Linked DNA regions of Eptesicus fuscus: region 1 is linked to region 2. The links are chromatin contacts, called in public Hi-C maps. All regions are on one chromosome and are shown on one strand. The core of a region is the stretch at or near the end of the contact, and the rest is flanking DNA. Distances in the headings are between cores, read along the strand shown.

Region 1 (6,701 bases), core at 2,455-4,954, 190 kb before region 2:
TCTTGGTTCATGGATCAACCCTCAACCACTGATCGACACTGGCTGGGCTGAATCCAGTGTTTTTATGACTAAAAACACACTTTTTGCCCATTGGATCCCTTAGCTATTATAAATTTTTACTAGAAGCCCGGTGCACGAAATTCGTGCACGGTGGGGGGTTGTCCCTCAGCCCAGCCTGTACCCTCTCCAATCTGAGACTCCTGGAGGGATGTCCGACTGCCCTGTCCTGGTGGGATCAGGCCTAAACGGGCAGTCGGACATCCCTCTCACAATCCTGGACTGCTGGCTCCCAACTGCTTGCCTGCCTGCCTTCCTGATTGCCCCTAACCGCTTCTGCCTGCCAGCCTGATCAGCCCCTAACCACTCCGCTGCCAGCCTGGTTGATGCTTAACTGCTCCCCTGCCAGCCTGTTTGCCCCCAACTTCCCTCCTCTGCCGGCCTGGTCACCCCTAACTGCCCTCCCCTGCAGGGTTGATCACCTCCAACTGCCCTCCCTTGCAAGCCTGGTCCCTCTCAACTGCCCTCCCTTGCAGGCCTGGTCCCTCACAACTGCCCTCCCTTGCAGGCCAGGTGCCTCCCAACTGCCCTCTCCTGCTGGCCATCTTGTGGTGGCCATCTTGTGTCCACATGGGGGCAGGATCTTTGACCACATGGGGGCAGCTATATTGTGTGTTGCAGTGATGGTCAATCTGTATATTACTCTTTTATTAGATAGGATAGAGGCCTGGTACAGGGGTGGGGGCCAGCTGGTTTGCCCTGAAGGGTGTCCCGGATCAGGGTGGGGTTCCCTTGGGGCGTGGGGCGGCCTGAGCGAGGGGCCTGTGGTGGTTTGCAGGCCGGCCACGCCCCCTGGCAACCCAAGGGGAGGCCCTGGTATCTGGAATTTATTTTCCTTCTACAATTGAAACTTTGTAGCCTGGAGCGGAGCCAAGCCTGCTGCTCCCTCCGGGTTGGCAGCCATTTCTGTGGCAGTTAATTCATCTTCTACAATTGAAACTTTGTAGCCTTAAGCGGGTGAGCCCGGCCAGGGTGTGCGGAAAGCTTTGCTTCCCCTGTTGCCGCTGCAACCCTGGCCTGCTCTCTCAAGCTCCATTCTGCCGCCATTTGTTTGAATTTGTTTACCTTCTATAATTGAAACTTTGTAGCTTGAGTGGAGGCTTAGGCCTGGCAACGGCTATGGAAAGCTTGGCTTACTCTGTTACCTGGGAAACCTTGCTCTCTGTGGCTGTAGCCATCTTGGATTGGGGTTAATTTGCATACTCGCCCTGATTGGCTGGTGGGCATGGCTTGGCTGGTGGGCGTGGCTTATGTAGCGGAGTGATGGTTAATTTCCATATTACCATTTTATTAGAGAGGATATTTAGTTGTTATATTTAATTCCTTCTTCCTCCACCTAGAATGGCCTTGCCATCTTCCTTTCCTTTTTCACTGCTTTCCCTCTAACTAACCAACCAAACAAAAATCTTTTTCATAATTCCTTAGGACCAAACTCAAAATGTCATATGCTAAAGGGCTTTCCCTGACCATCTTCTCCTTCCCTATCCCACCCCAAATTCTTGCTCTTTCAGAGAAAGAATTCAACATCATGGTTAAAAACTTTGTGATAAAGTAGTTCAGTATAATAACACAACTAAAATGGCAACCAATAGTTTTACTTATTTTTAAATCCTTACCCGAGTACTTTTCCCATTGATTTTTAGACAGAGTAGAAGGGAAGCAGGAGGGTGAGAGAGAAAGAGAGAAACATCCACATGAGAGAGTCAAATCAATTGGTTGCCTCCCACCTTGCCCCAACCAGGGCTGGGGGTTGAACCTGCAACTGAGGCACGTGCCTTTGACCAGGAATCAAACCTGTGACCCTTTAGTCCCCAGGCCAACATTCTAACCACTGAGCAAAACTGGCCAGGGCTAGTTTTATTATTTGATTTGTGCTTCTTTTCACCCAAAACTCACTTCTCTGAAGTATTAACATCATGAGGCAACAAATCCCAAATTCTTAATTTATCCTTGTAATTCCAGAAGTATCCTCCCCAAAAAAGAGATCAAAGCAGCAGCCCATCCCTAGTTCACTGAGACTCACCAATCAGCTCAGGGTCTGGAACGGACTCCTGGAGCTTGCCAGCAATAAGCTGCTTCAGAAATGAAATACTATAGCCCCCCAGTGAGTATTCTCCCAGCTCTGTCTCTGGCAACCGAAGAATAGACTTTGGGGCAAGTGGTTGGTCAGCCAGTTTCACCGCCAGGTGCCAATCTGAGAGAGACATCCTCTCTCTTTCACGCTCTCTCTTTCTCCCTGTAAAGAAAAGGAGCCCTTAGTGGTTAAAGGACAGATCACCACCCTACTCCACCCACACCCCACCTAAAGGCTGAATGAGAGATAATTCAGTGACACTGCTGGAAAAGCACAGGATGCAGCATCAAACCAGAACTAGAATCTGGGGTCCCGCTCTTTACTCCTTCTATGATGGACAGCAAGGAACTTCAGCTCTCTAGTCCTCAGTTTCTCCATCTTTAAAGTAGAATAAAAACACCAGCCCACCTAATAGGAATATTGTGAGGTTCAAATGAGATCATCCAACCCTCTCCCTTATGTGCACTCCTCATTTTTGATTTTCATCACATCTCTTGCTTGAACTATTACAAGAGCTTTATAACAAGTTCTCTGACTCTTGCCTCTTGCTAGCAAACATCCATGCTGCCACCCAACACATTTAAAAACACAGATCTGATCAAGTTACTCCTCTGCTTAGAAATCCTCCAATGACTCTAAATCACCTTTATGAATAAGTCTAAACTCCACAGCCTGGCTTACAATACAAAAACATTCATATCTATTCCCTCTGCCCGCCTTCCTGCCACAGAACCTTGTCCGACTCCCACTAAGTCTCCATTCAAACAAAACTCCCCACTTTACACTCCCACTCATCTGTTAACTCTGCTTGTAATTCCTATTCTCTTTGTCCTCTTAGCAAAACAGCAAACTCCTACCAAGACCAACACAAATACCACCTCTTCTATCCTCGCTCCCTTTCCTCTGCTGTCCCCACATTCTTTCAGGGCAGAGTTATAAATATCTATTTACTTTCCAATCTCACACCACCCCAACTCATTCTTGGAGGCCCTTGAAAGCAAAGATTCGATTTTTTCTGCCATTACTGTCCCAGTGCCTGGCACATACAGGTACTAAAAAAGGTATCAGAAATTCTGAGGGTGGAATAACCTTGTAGGGCAAGAAGAGCCCTTGTTGTAATCACTATTGCTTCAAAAGGCTCCAGTAGGGACGAGGAAAGAAAAGGTTGTGCGGTTGGCAGGCTGCTCAACAGGCCCGAAGCCATCCTCAAGGTACCTCCCATCTCCAGAGCCCTGACAGGGGAGGGGATGGGTTTTTCACACACCCTAGAAGCTCATTTAACCCTCACAATCGCTCCCCGAGGCAGGCATTCTCGTCCACCTATTACAGACCAGGCAACCAAGACCCCGAAATTCACTGGCACAAGGTCACAGCGGCTGGCAGCGGGGAAGACACTCTCTGGCCACGACCCCACCGCCCCCATGGGACCAGCTAACTTGCCAACACAAGCCGGGCCCGCGCGGCCCGCGGCCCAGCGCCCTCACCCGTCCCGCGGAAAGAACCCGGCCGCACCGCCGCCGGTGTAAACACTCGCTCCGGTTCTCTCGCCGGAAGCCGGAAGCTCCGCGCTGCATGCTGGGAGTTGCAGTTTCCTCTGATACCCGCCCCTTATTACTAGACCCACAAGTGGTGCTGGTGGCAAACGTCCGGTTCCGGGAGGGCGTGGCTTCTGGGTGACGGGAAGTCCTCCGCGCCAGGGTTTCTGGGTGGTTTCGCCGCTGCTTCCTCTTCCCGGTCGCTGTTCCCGGGCGGCGAGCACAGCCGGCGGCCCGGGGCGGCCGGGGAGCGTGCGGAGTCGGGCGGTCGCGCCGGGCGGTTACAGCGCTGCCGAAGGGGACGCGGGCTCGGGGCCCTAGCCCGGACGGCGGACCCCGACCCCTCCGCCCCTGCCCTCGGCCCAGGAGGACCTTTCCCTAGCGGCTTCTCCAGAACCCACAACGGTTCTTTGCGATCCTCGCATTGAAGTCGGGGCCCTCGGAGAAGTCAGAGTCTTGTGTTCCTTGCCACAACTCCTCGCGGCAAACCTACCCATCCCGGCCGGCCGGGAAGGTGGGTTCCTAAAGGGAGCTGCCAAGTCGGGTTTCAGGTCCGCCCAGCGGGCCGTGCTGGGCTTATGCAATGGTCATTCACAGAACCATTGGGGAGAGGAATTTCCACAGAACCCGCACGGATGAACTACATTTTAGCTCCCCAGTTAGAATTGGATTATGTTTGCACAGAAGATAGGATTAGATAAAATGCTGAAGAGGAGGGCTACTTCTAATTGAACTCTAATCAAGTAAAGAAAAAAGGTGAACATAAGAAAATAATGAGGTAGGTCATAGCAGCTAAAGGCTGATTCTCTTCGGCTACGACCCCACCGCTCTCATGGGACCAGCTCTCTTGTCAACAGAAGCCGGCCCACGCGGCCCGGGGCCCAGTGCCCGCATGTGAAAGTACAATTTTGGGACATCCCAGTGTAGAGCCTGGGACTAGGGCAGCCACTGAGCAGGCTAGTGGAGATTTTTGCAATGTCTGTCTCCATCTTCAGACTCAAGTCCAGGTTCCTCGTGGCTGTCCTCAAAGTACCCCCTTCCCTATCCTACTCACCTTTAGATATATTTTCCCTTTCAGAAATCCTAACTACCTGGCCTGCCTTCCTCTCCTATCTACTAAGGCACTTGCACCTGAGCCCCGTAATTTGGGTGTTAAATTTTGTTCGGTGTTGTGCCTTAACTACCTGCAGAAGAAAGCAGGGACCCTGCTTCATTTTGTCTTCCTCGAAGTGGATCTGAGATACTAGGTGCTCATTAATGTCTTGTTTTTATTGATTTCATTATAATCTCCATAGGGGAATGGACAATGACTATCTTGTACTCCACTTTATCTTCAGTAGTTGACCTTGGCCTAGCACATAGTAGGTGAGCAATAAATACATGTTGAATGAATAATTCAGACTGAAACTGTCTACCAAATGTGGCTGTCTTGCTAGAGCTTTTTGCTTCCAGGAGAGGAGGTAAACCTAAATTCTGAATCATTACAATGTTCAGAAACATTGTAATGATAAATGACTAAATGAATAAAGGGATAACCCTATGCCAAATAGGTTCTTTGAGAGCCAATTTACCCAATAGGACTTGAGCTAAGAATCAAAGGACAGATTCTAGAGAAAATTAGAAACCTGGACACCAAACAAAGATGGATGACCAGAGAAGAGGTAAGAAGAAAAGTGTCCGGACCCTGTCCTTCAGCCAGTCCACATTTGGAGACTGATACATTAACCATCTGTGAGACAGTGGTGGACAACTATTCATTAAACCCTCAGGCCAATCAGTAACTAATGGAAAACAAATTATAAGAATGCACATTTGCAGTTTTATTTCCTTTCTTCTGCTGACTTTGGGTTGCTTTTGTTCTTTTTCTAGTACTTTAAGATGTAATGTTAGGTTGTTTACTTGTGATTTCTCTTGCTTCTTGAGATAGGCTTGTAATGATATAAACTTCCCTCTTATTACTGCGTTTGCTGCATCCCAGAAGTTTTGATATGTCATATTGTCATTCTCATTTATTTCTCTATATCTTTTGATCTCACCTTTTATTCTTTGATGCAGTCATTTTTTAGTAGTATGTTGTTTAACTCCACATATTTGTGAGTTTCTTTACTTCCTTTTTGCAGTTGATTTATAATTTCTAGGCATCCTGGTGAGAGAATATGCTTGGTATAAGCTTAAGCTTCTTGAATTTTTTGAGGCTAGTTTTGTGATCTAATGTATAGTCCAGTGATGGCGAACCTATGACACGCGTGTCAGCACTGACATGCGTAGCCATTTCTTTTTTTTTTTAATATATTTTATTGGTTTTTAACAGAGAGGAAGAGAGAGGGATAGAGAGCTAGAAACATCGATGAGAGAGAAACATCGACCAGCTGCCTCCTGCACACTCCCCACTGGGCATGTGCCCGCAACCAAGGTAAATGCCCTTGACCGGAATCGAACCCGGGACCCCTGAGTCCGCAGGCCGACACTCTATCCACTGAGCCAAACCGGTTTCGGCCGCGTAGCCATTTCTGATGACACGCGGCCGCTGAGGCAGCCGCATGCTGAGGATGAAACATTTGCTGCTCCTGAGGATGAAACATGTGCGAAATAATGTTTTTTCCTCGAAGTGACACACTACCCAGAGTTATGCTCAGTTTTTTTGTTGAAGTTTGACACACCGAGCTCAAAAGGTTGCCCATCACTGGTATAGTCTATCCTTGAGTATGTTTCATGTGCACTGGAGAAGAATGTATAACCTGATGTACTGGAATGAAAGGCTCTATAAATGTCAATTATGCCCATTTGGTCTAGTGTGTCATTTAAGGCCAATATTCCTTTATTGATTTTCTGTTTGGATGACGTATCTACAGCTGTCAATGGAATATTAAGGTCCCCAACTGCTGGGGGCTAATTCCAGCAGGTCTTAAATGCAAGAAGTTCATCAAAAGGTTGGTGAACCTTGAGGCTTCAGCAGGGCTGAATCATATTACCTGCTGCTGGAATAGCTGAAAGCATTTCTCCAAACCTGAAGATACATCTGATTGCCTGCTGCC
Region 2 (6,880 bases), core at 4,111-6,610:
ATTCTAAGTGTCCCTCCAACCGTCCAACCACTCACAATGATGCACACTGACCACCAGGGGGCAGATTCTCAACGCAGGAGCTGCCGTGATGTGCACTAGCCATTTAAAAAGAAACGGCACTGTGGACCTGGTGCCGACCAAGCAACACTCGGCTTCCCCCAAGTGGGACAGAGGCCCCGCCACCACTCCAGAGTGACAGCCCACCAAACTGCAGCCAACACTACTGAGACCCCATGGCGCAAAATGTGGCCCACAGCCCAGCCCAGCCTGGAAATGGTCACTGTGGGTGCCGGGTAATGACGTCACATAGCAATGCCTGGCTTCCTCTCCCTAGCAACTAGCCTCCTTACAGTTTCTTCAGCCTACGACTACAACTCGCTTTATAGCCAGGTGCAAACATTTTACACTTTAACCAAATGTCTGTGAAGCGTTTTCCCGTGCCTCATCTCATTTGATCCTCACAGAAGTCCTGGAGTAGGTAGATAAGAGACTTGGTGGGATCCTATTAAATTTGCCAGAAAATGGAGATTTAGAAAGCTTAGAAACTTGACCAGACTGTAAAGAAGTAAGAAATTGTGGACCTTGAAAATGACGGGTTCGATACCAGTCAAAGGCATATGCCTGGGTTGCAGGCTTGACCCCCACTAGGAGGAATGCTGAAGGCAGCCAATTAATGATTCTCTCATCATTGATGTTCCTACCTCTCTTTCCCTCTCCCTTCCTCTCTGAAATCAATAAAAATATATTTAAGAAAAAAGAAAATGACTTCAGGTTTCTCACTGCGCAGAATATAGTCAAACACTGCTGCAGTTAAATATTTTACCCTTTGCTCTCCATGTGATCAATAATAATCTGGTTCACGTTGATATTTACTGCTGTGTTGCTGACAATTACCTGAAAGAGAAGTTGGGGTGCTTCACTGGGCTGGAAAAAGTTTAGCTAAATCAGAAAGTGGGTCTAATTAAGCAAGTTTATTCTCTATATATAAAAGGCCAAGTTGACTTGCGCATGCACGATACATATAAAGCTCTCACTGGTGCCAATTGCATGCGTGTGTTTCAATCTGTCATTGTCAATCGTGAATTTGGTTGATACTTCTATTATAAAGAGCAAATAGCAATATTAAAATATTTCTTCTAATTAATTTCCTTTCAATGTGCACAAATCCGTGCACTGGGCCACTAGTAGTTATTATAATAGTATTGACTATATTCCATATGCTGTGCTTTACAGCCCTGTGACCATTTATATAAATGGCAATTTGTACGTCTTAATCCCTTTTTTTTCACTCAGCCTCCCAACTCCCTCCTTGAACCCAGTCTCAACCACTAATTTGGGGACAGTGAAGACCATAGAATCCTGGGAATGATGAGGAAGACAGACTGAGGTAGAGACTCAAAAAGTGTCAGGGTGGAAGGAGCTGGAGGTTGGGGATGGGACTGGAGGTGGAGCATGTTGGAGGCCCTGGGAGCCCCTCCCACCAGTCCAATGAAGCAGCATCCAGATCCTATCCAGCTGCTGTCCCATCTCTCTGAGAACCTCTGCCCATCAGCCACTCTCCACAGGACCCCTGCCCATGACCCAGAGTCGAGTTCTAGGTCACTCTCCCTGGACAGGCCCAGGGCCTGTAAGTACCCACTTGCTCACAGGTGAGCCCTGGAAGGGCCTCCCCAGGGCTAGGGAGAGGGGAGAAATCACCTGGGAGTCCCTCAGGGACAACAGGCTGGAAGGCCCTAGAGCTGGGGACTGTTGGCATTGGTTCGGCGTGTTGTTTGTATAGGACTCACTTGGTGCCACTTGCTTCCAGGCGTCTGAATGGTCAGAGGGCCCAGCCCAAGGTCACTGTGTGCCCTGCCTTCTCGCTGACATTGCCCACCGGAGGCCCCCAACTTGACCAGCATGCACACCCCATAAAAAGTCCATCCAGACCCCAAGAAGACAATCTACAATCCTCAAGGGTCTGGGTTGAGAGACACAAAAACTGAGATTTTGTTTCTTACAAATACGTAGTTGCAGGCTTTCTTGAGGAGCTAACAGCCTTCTCAGAGACCCTAGTTTGAGATAAATTGATTTAGACCAATTCCACCTTTTGTAAGGCTCAAGGCCAGCAAGGTACTGCTGCTGAGACACTCCCCGCCCCCCTGCTTTCCAGCCAGATCAAGAGATTTGCTCCAGTAGGGGTTCCTGCAGCAGAGCAGGATTCCATCCTGGGTCCTTACAAACTCTACATTCCTGTGACTGCAAGCCATCTCCTTGATGTTTCTCTGTTCTGGGTGTCAGATGTGCACCTTGGTGTGTGTGTCCATATGTCTGTCTGCCTGTGCACGTATATATTTGCCCAGGAGACTAGGAGAGGTTATTGGCCAGGAGTGGCAGTCACTAAGCTGGAGTTAAGTCAGGTGGACAGGGCCTGGGGCACTTAAGCCCTTGCTCTGGCCCCTGCCCTACATTTTACAGTACCCCCTCACCCACTCTACTGACATCCCCACCTCCATGTCTCTCCTCTCTGGGCCTTGGTAAAGCTTTGTTCCTTCACTCCTGGAAAATGCTCCTGTTCATCTTTCATTAAGGTTCAGAGGCCCAGAAACCCTGAATGTGGGGAGGACCGTCCTATCTGCGGCCCCCTGTGCCTTTCCTCACTAGACACATTAGTGTAATTGCCAGCTTGATGACTGTGTGGCCCCAAACCACAAGCTCTGGGATAGGGCGTATTCTGGCCTGAATTCTGTTCTCCCCTGCACAGAAGGGGGCCAGGCATGGAGATGCTCAGTGAATAAATGAATGGATGATGGAACATAATGAGAAAGGGGCAGAAGGGGAGGAAATGTAGGATAAAGCATCGTAAGGAGGGAGACTAACTGGCTTGCAGTAGGAAAGACAGGCCAGTGGGGAAGAGCATGGGGCGGGAGGGGTTGAGGGGAGAGAGAGGAAGGGGGAGCGTACACCTGGGGAAGCCAGGCCTCACTTGTTTCTGAAGTCTCTGCAGTTCCTCCTCTTTAAATTTCAATGCAACTACCACCTCCCCCATCAGCTTTCCAAATTCAGCCACCTCCTGAAACTCTTCACTAGGGGCACTGTGCCTCCTGGACCTGAAGTGTGCCAGCAGAAATGGAGCAGTCTGCACACAGTGTGGCCCTACACTGCCTTACCCCATTTTCAATGATTTCCTTCCAAGTCGCATGGAGGTCACACTGTGTCTCGTTGGTTGGAATGGGGACTGGGGCAGAGATGCCTCTTTCACAGCTCCCTGTACACATACAACTCTCTGCCCTGGGCACTTCCACTCCTCAGCATCCTGACAGGAGCCTGGTAGATAAGGTTATTCAAGTCCCCCCAGACTGGCCCTGGGCCAGCAGGAGGGGCTCAGCCATATGTAGTGGAGACCCGGCTTCTGCAAGCTGAAAGATTTCTCACATGCTCCCATAAAAAGCCAGACTGTAACAAATAGGAGTGCCAATACTTGGGGAAAGGGGTCTGGCTTTGGGCATGTTTCAGGGTTTGGTGACAGAGGCTGGCTTACCACATGTCCACAGGGCCACCTCACCCAATGTGAAAGCAGGGCTCCCACCCAGACTACAATGTGAATGCGCTATGTGGAGGCCCTGCTCTAATCTGTCCCTCTTGGCTATTCTCTTTACTATGGTGTTCTACCCAACTTTGGAATCCCCCAAAGGGCAGTGCCCAGGCTCCCCTGCATCTCTGCCCCTGGCACAGGTGGGCACAGCCTGGCTCAGTTGGTGCCCTGGGTTTCCTAGGGGGCTGACCCTGCCAGCTGCTTGACCCACTCCGGGTGAGCTCCAGCAGCCACTCCTGCAGTAAGGTTGTGTAGTGAGCCTGGGCAGGGGTCTCAGCTGGCCCCATGGAGACCCCCTTTCCATCCCAGCTCTGCACCTGGCCCTGCAGGCCTGGCACTAGCGTCAATCCAGGATACCAGGTCTCTTCTGAGGCTTTCTTTTAGGAATGAAAAGTCCTAAGTGGTAGAATCTCAGGCGTAACAGCAGCTGGACTGCAGGCTTTGGCGAGGGAGATGGCTCCTATTCTGCTTAAGAAAAAGAGCTGTTTTGTTACTAGGAGTCAAGGACTTCTGGGTTCTCGATGGTGGATGGTGGGAGAGCTGGTAGGAAGGCGGGCCCGACTTACCCCTTAGAACCTAGCACCCAGGACAGGAGCCCCTGCTCTCAGCTACCTACCCGGCCCTGGCTTCCAGGAGCCATGGAAACCGCGGCAACACTCAGCGGTGGGAGGAGGGGACACCAGTCCCCCCAACCTCGTCTCAATGGTAGAAATAATGAAACTCGGGTGGCAAGGACGAGACCGCAGGCCAAGCTCAGGGGTGGGATCTAGGGGCGGGGACACTCGGGCTGGTCGTCTCTGACACTTGAAAAGGCCCCAGAACCTCTATATTGGGGCGGGGGGTGCATTTGGTTGGCAGGGGACTAGGAACCGATCTTGAGGATGCCTCAACGCATCCCGTTTGTGCTGCGCTTCGGCTGAAGGCGGCGGAGCTGGCTGAGAGCTGGGCACGCCGTCAGGGCCGTGTAAGGGGGGCCAGAGACCTAGGCCTCGAGGGACCTCCGCAGCTCGGGAGGGGATGGCCCCCTCGGACGGCGCCCGCGGGGGCCGGGGAACCCTCGGCGCCGGGCCTGGCGTGGGAGCGATCGGGAGACCCTCCGGTCCGCTCGGCGGGTCCGCGCTGCGGGGGCGGGGGGAGTGCGCGCTCACCAGCCGCGGTCTCCCGAGGGCCCGACCTAGGGTTCTACTCGGGGAAACGGGGCCTCGTGACCCCGCCCCGACCCAGCGCGGGGCGGGGGGTGCGAGGGTTTGGCTGCTCCGGGGTCGTCGAGTGACTCGGAGGGGAAATGGCCAGGGAGCCTGACCGCGGGGTGCGGGGTCCGGGCCTGAGAAACAAGGCCCGAACCTGATGCGTCGCTCCCGGGCCTCCCTCGCCGGCGGTCCCGCACACGGCTCGGCGGGCCCGCGGCCCGGGGCGTGCTGCCTCCGCCCCACCGCCCAGAGAAGGCGGCCTCGTTTCTTCCTTCATTAAGCGCGAGTCACGACGGCCTTCCCGCCCTCGGGGGTCGCCGGGTCTCCGCAGGCGACGGCGTAACAATGCCCCCCTGCGCGCCAGGTGGGCGGGCGCCGTCGGGGCCGGGCGGCCGAGCCGGCTGAGCCCTGGGGCCGAGGCGCGGCTCCGTCTTTGGGCTCCGGGCGCCCGCTGGCCCGGAAGCCTACGTGCGTCGCGACACGGCCGGGGGCGGGCCGGGGGCGCCCCGAGGCTTTCCCGGAACCAGAATCCACCGACTCGGCGCGGACCGGGGCGGGGCGGGCGGGTCCTCCAGAGCCTTCGAGTCGGGAGCTAGAGCAGCCGGGCCGGCGGCAGCTGCGTCACGCGAGGGGCGGGGCCGCCGCGGGCGGAGGCTGCGGCCGGAAGCGGAAGAGGTGCTGGGAGCGGGAAGTGGGGCCTAGTCGCCGCCGGAGCCCAGGAGACGGTAAGTGTGGTCCCTGACCCATCGCGGCCCGATGGGCTCGCCGGATGCGGGTCCCTGGGTTCCCGAGCTGGTGTCGGCCTGCTCCGTCTTCAACTTGGCCACCGCGGGCCCGGGTCCCGACGCCCCGGGTCCCCGACCTCTCACCCCTGACCCGCCGCTCTTCCCCCGGGGGGCGGTCACCGGAGACCCCGACCTCTCGAGTCCGCGGTGTCGGCGTCCGAGCCCGAGCGGCCCTGAGGCCGCTGAAGGGATTCCGGTCGGGCCCTGCAGCTGTCTGCGGAATGGGGTCGGGTGCTGCCTAGACCCACCCGGAGGGGCCCTCAGGTCCCGCCCCTGCCCCGGCTCCAGGCTCGTCCGCACTCGCCTCCCCGCGCGGCCTGGAGTTTGATCCCGACCCAGGCTGGCGTTCCTCCGCCCGCCCCGCCCGGTCTTTGCCTCGCCGCCGTGGGCGGCGGTTACGGGGGACGAGGCTTGGAGATCTCCGGGACCCGGCGCGGCAGGAAGGGCCGCGAGCGAGGGCCACAGGCTCCGCGTGTTTCATTGTGTTGATGGAGCCGCGCCAGCCCGGGGGAGGGGCTCGGCCCAGCTGACAGTGCCCGTGCCCGGGCCGCCCCGGCCGGAGCTCTGGAGTTCCGGGTGCGGGTGCTCGGTGTGGAGCCGGGTGGGAATTGCCTGAGCCAGGCCCCTGACGTGGTGGAGCTGGCGGCCCTCCAGCTTCCCCGTCCATGCCCTTGAAAAGGAGTGTTCACTCGGTGGTGGCGGCTTGCAAGGTGGCAGGTTTGAAATTGCAGCGGTGGAGCAGCGTCAGCCAAAAATAACCACGGGGCCCTGCGGTGGCCGGGATCCGGAGGGCAGCCGCTGGCCTGGCCGGCTGCTCCCGTCAGCCCAGTTCTGGCCAGGAAGAGCAAATGAGGAGCCTACTGGGTCTGCGCAGAGAAGCTGGCACGCTCTGCCTGGCTTCCTTCACCGTGTAGAGCAGAGCCTTACTGAGTATGATTGTGGCCCTTGGCTTCCTTAAATAACCTGTTTGCTGGCGTTTCAGGGAGTGATAATTGAAGAGAAATGGCCCTGGAGCCCTGGCTGGGAATAGAATGAGGGGCACTAGATAGACCCAGTACTTACCTGCCAGAACGTACTGAAGGAGAGGTTATTTCCCCTGTGATTGCCTGTGTGAAGTACTTTATAGCTTGTCATCGCTTTTGCCAAGTTGGCTGGGAGATGTTATCTGTATTTTCCAGGCATAGTAAATGGTAACCAAGAGCTAGGGTGGCTTGGTCAGGAGGCCAGCACTGTAGGGTTTTCTACCCAGAGCTCCCCGCCCCCCATGGTCCCTTGGAAGATACTTTAAAAATGCCCTTAAGGCATTTAACACAGACTTAGGTGTTACCTGG

Evidence for each region. A called contact is a pair of places that touch in the nucleus more often than the background predicts.
Region 1: a Hi-C map of liver shows a contact between it and region 2, with 4 times the contacts expected there. The contact joins the promoter of UBL7 here to the promoter of CLK3 in region 2. A contact is called at or near these places in 2 of 2 Hi-C or Micro-C datasets (liver and muscle).

The regions. Positions count from the first base shown.
Region 1 is chr5:107,308,439-107,315,139 of DD_ASM_mEF_20220401, reverse strand. UBL7 (ubiquitin like 7) reads right to left here and starts at 3,704. Exons shown (of 11, transcript XM_008157068.3): 1 at 3,616-3,704; 2 at 2,081-2,293. The coding sequence starts at 2,264.
Region 2 is chr5:107,124,342-107,131,221 of DD_ASM_mEF_20220401, reverse strand. It overlaps CLK3 (CDC like kinase 3), which reads left to right and starts at 5,360. Exons shown (of 13, transcript XM_008157065.3): 1 at 5,360-5,489.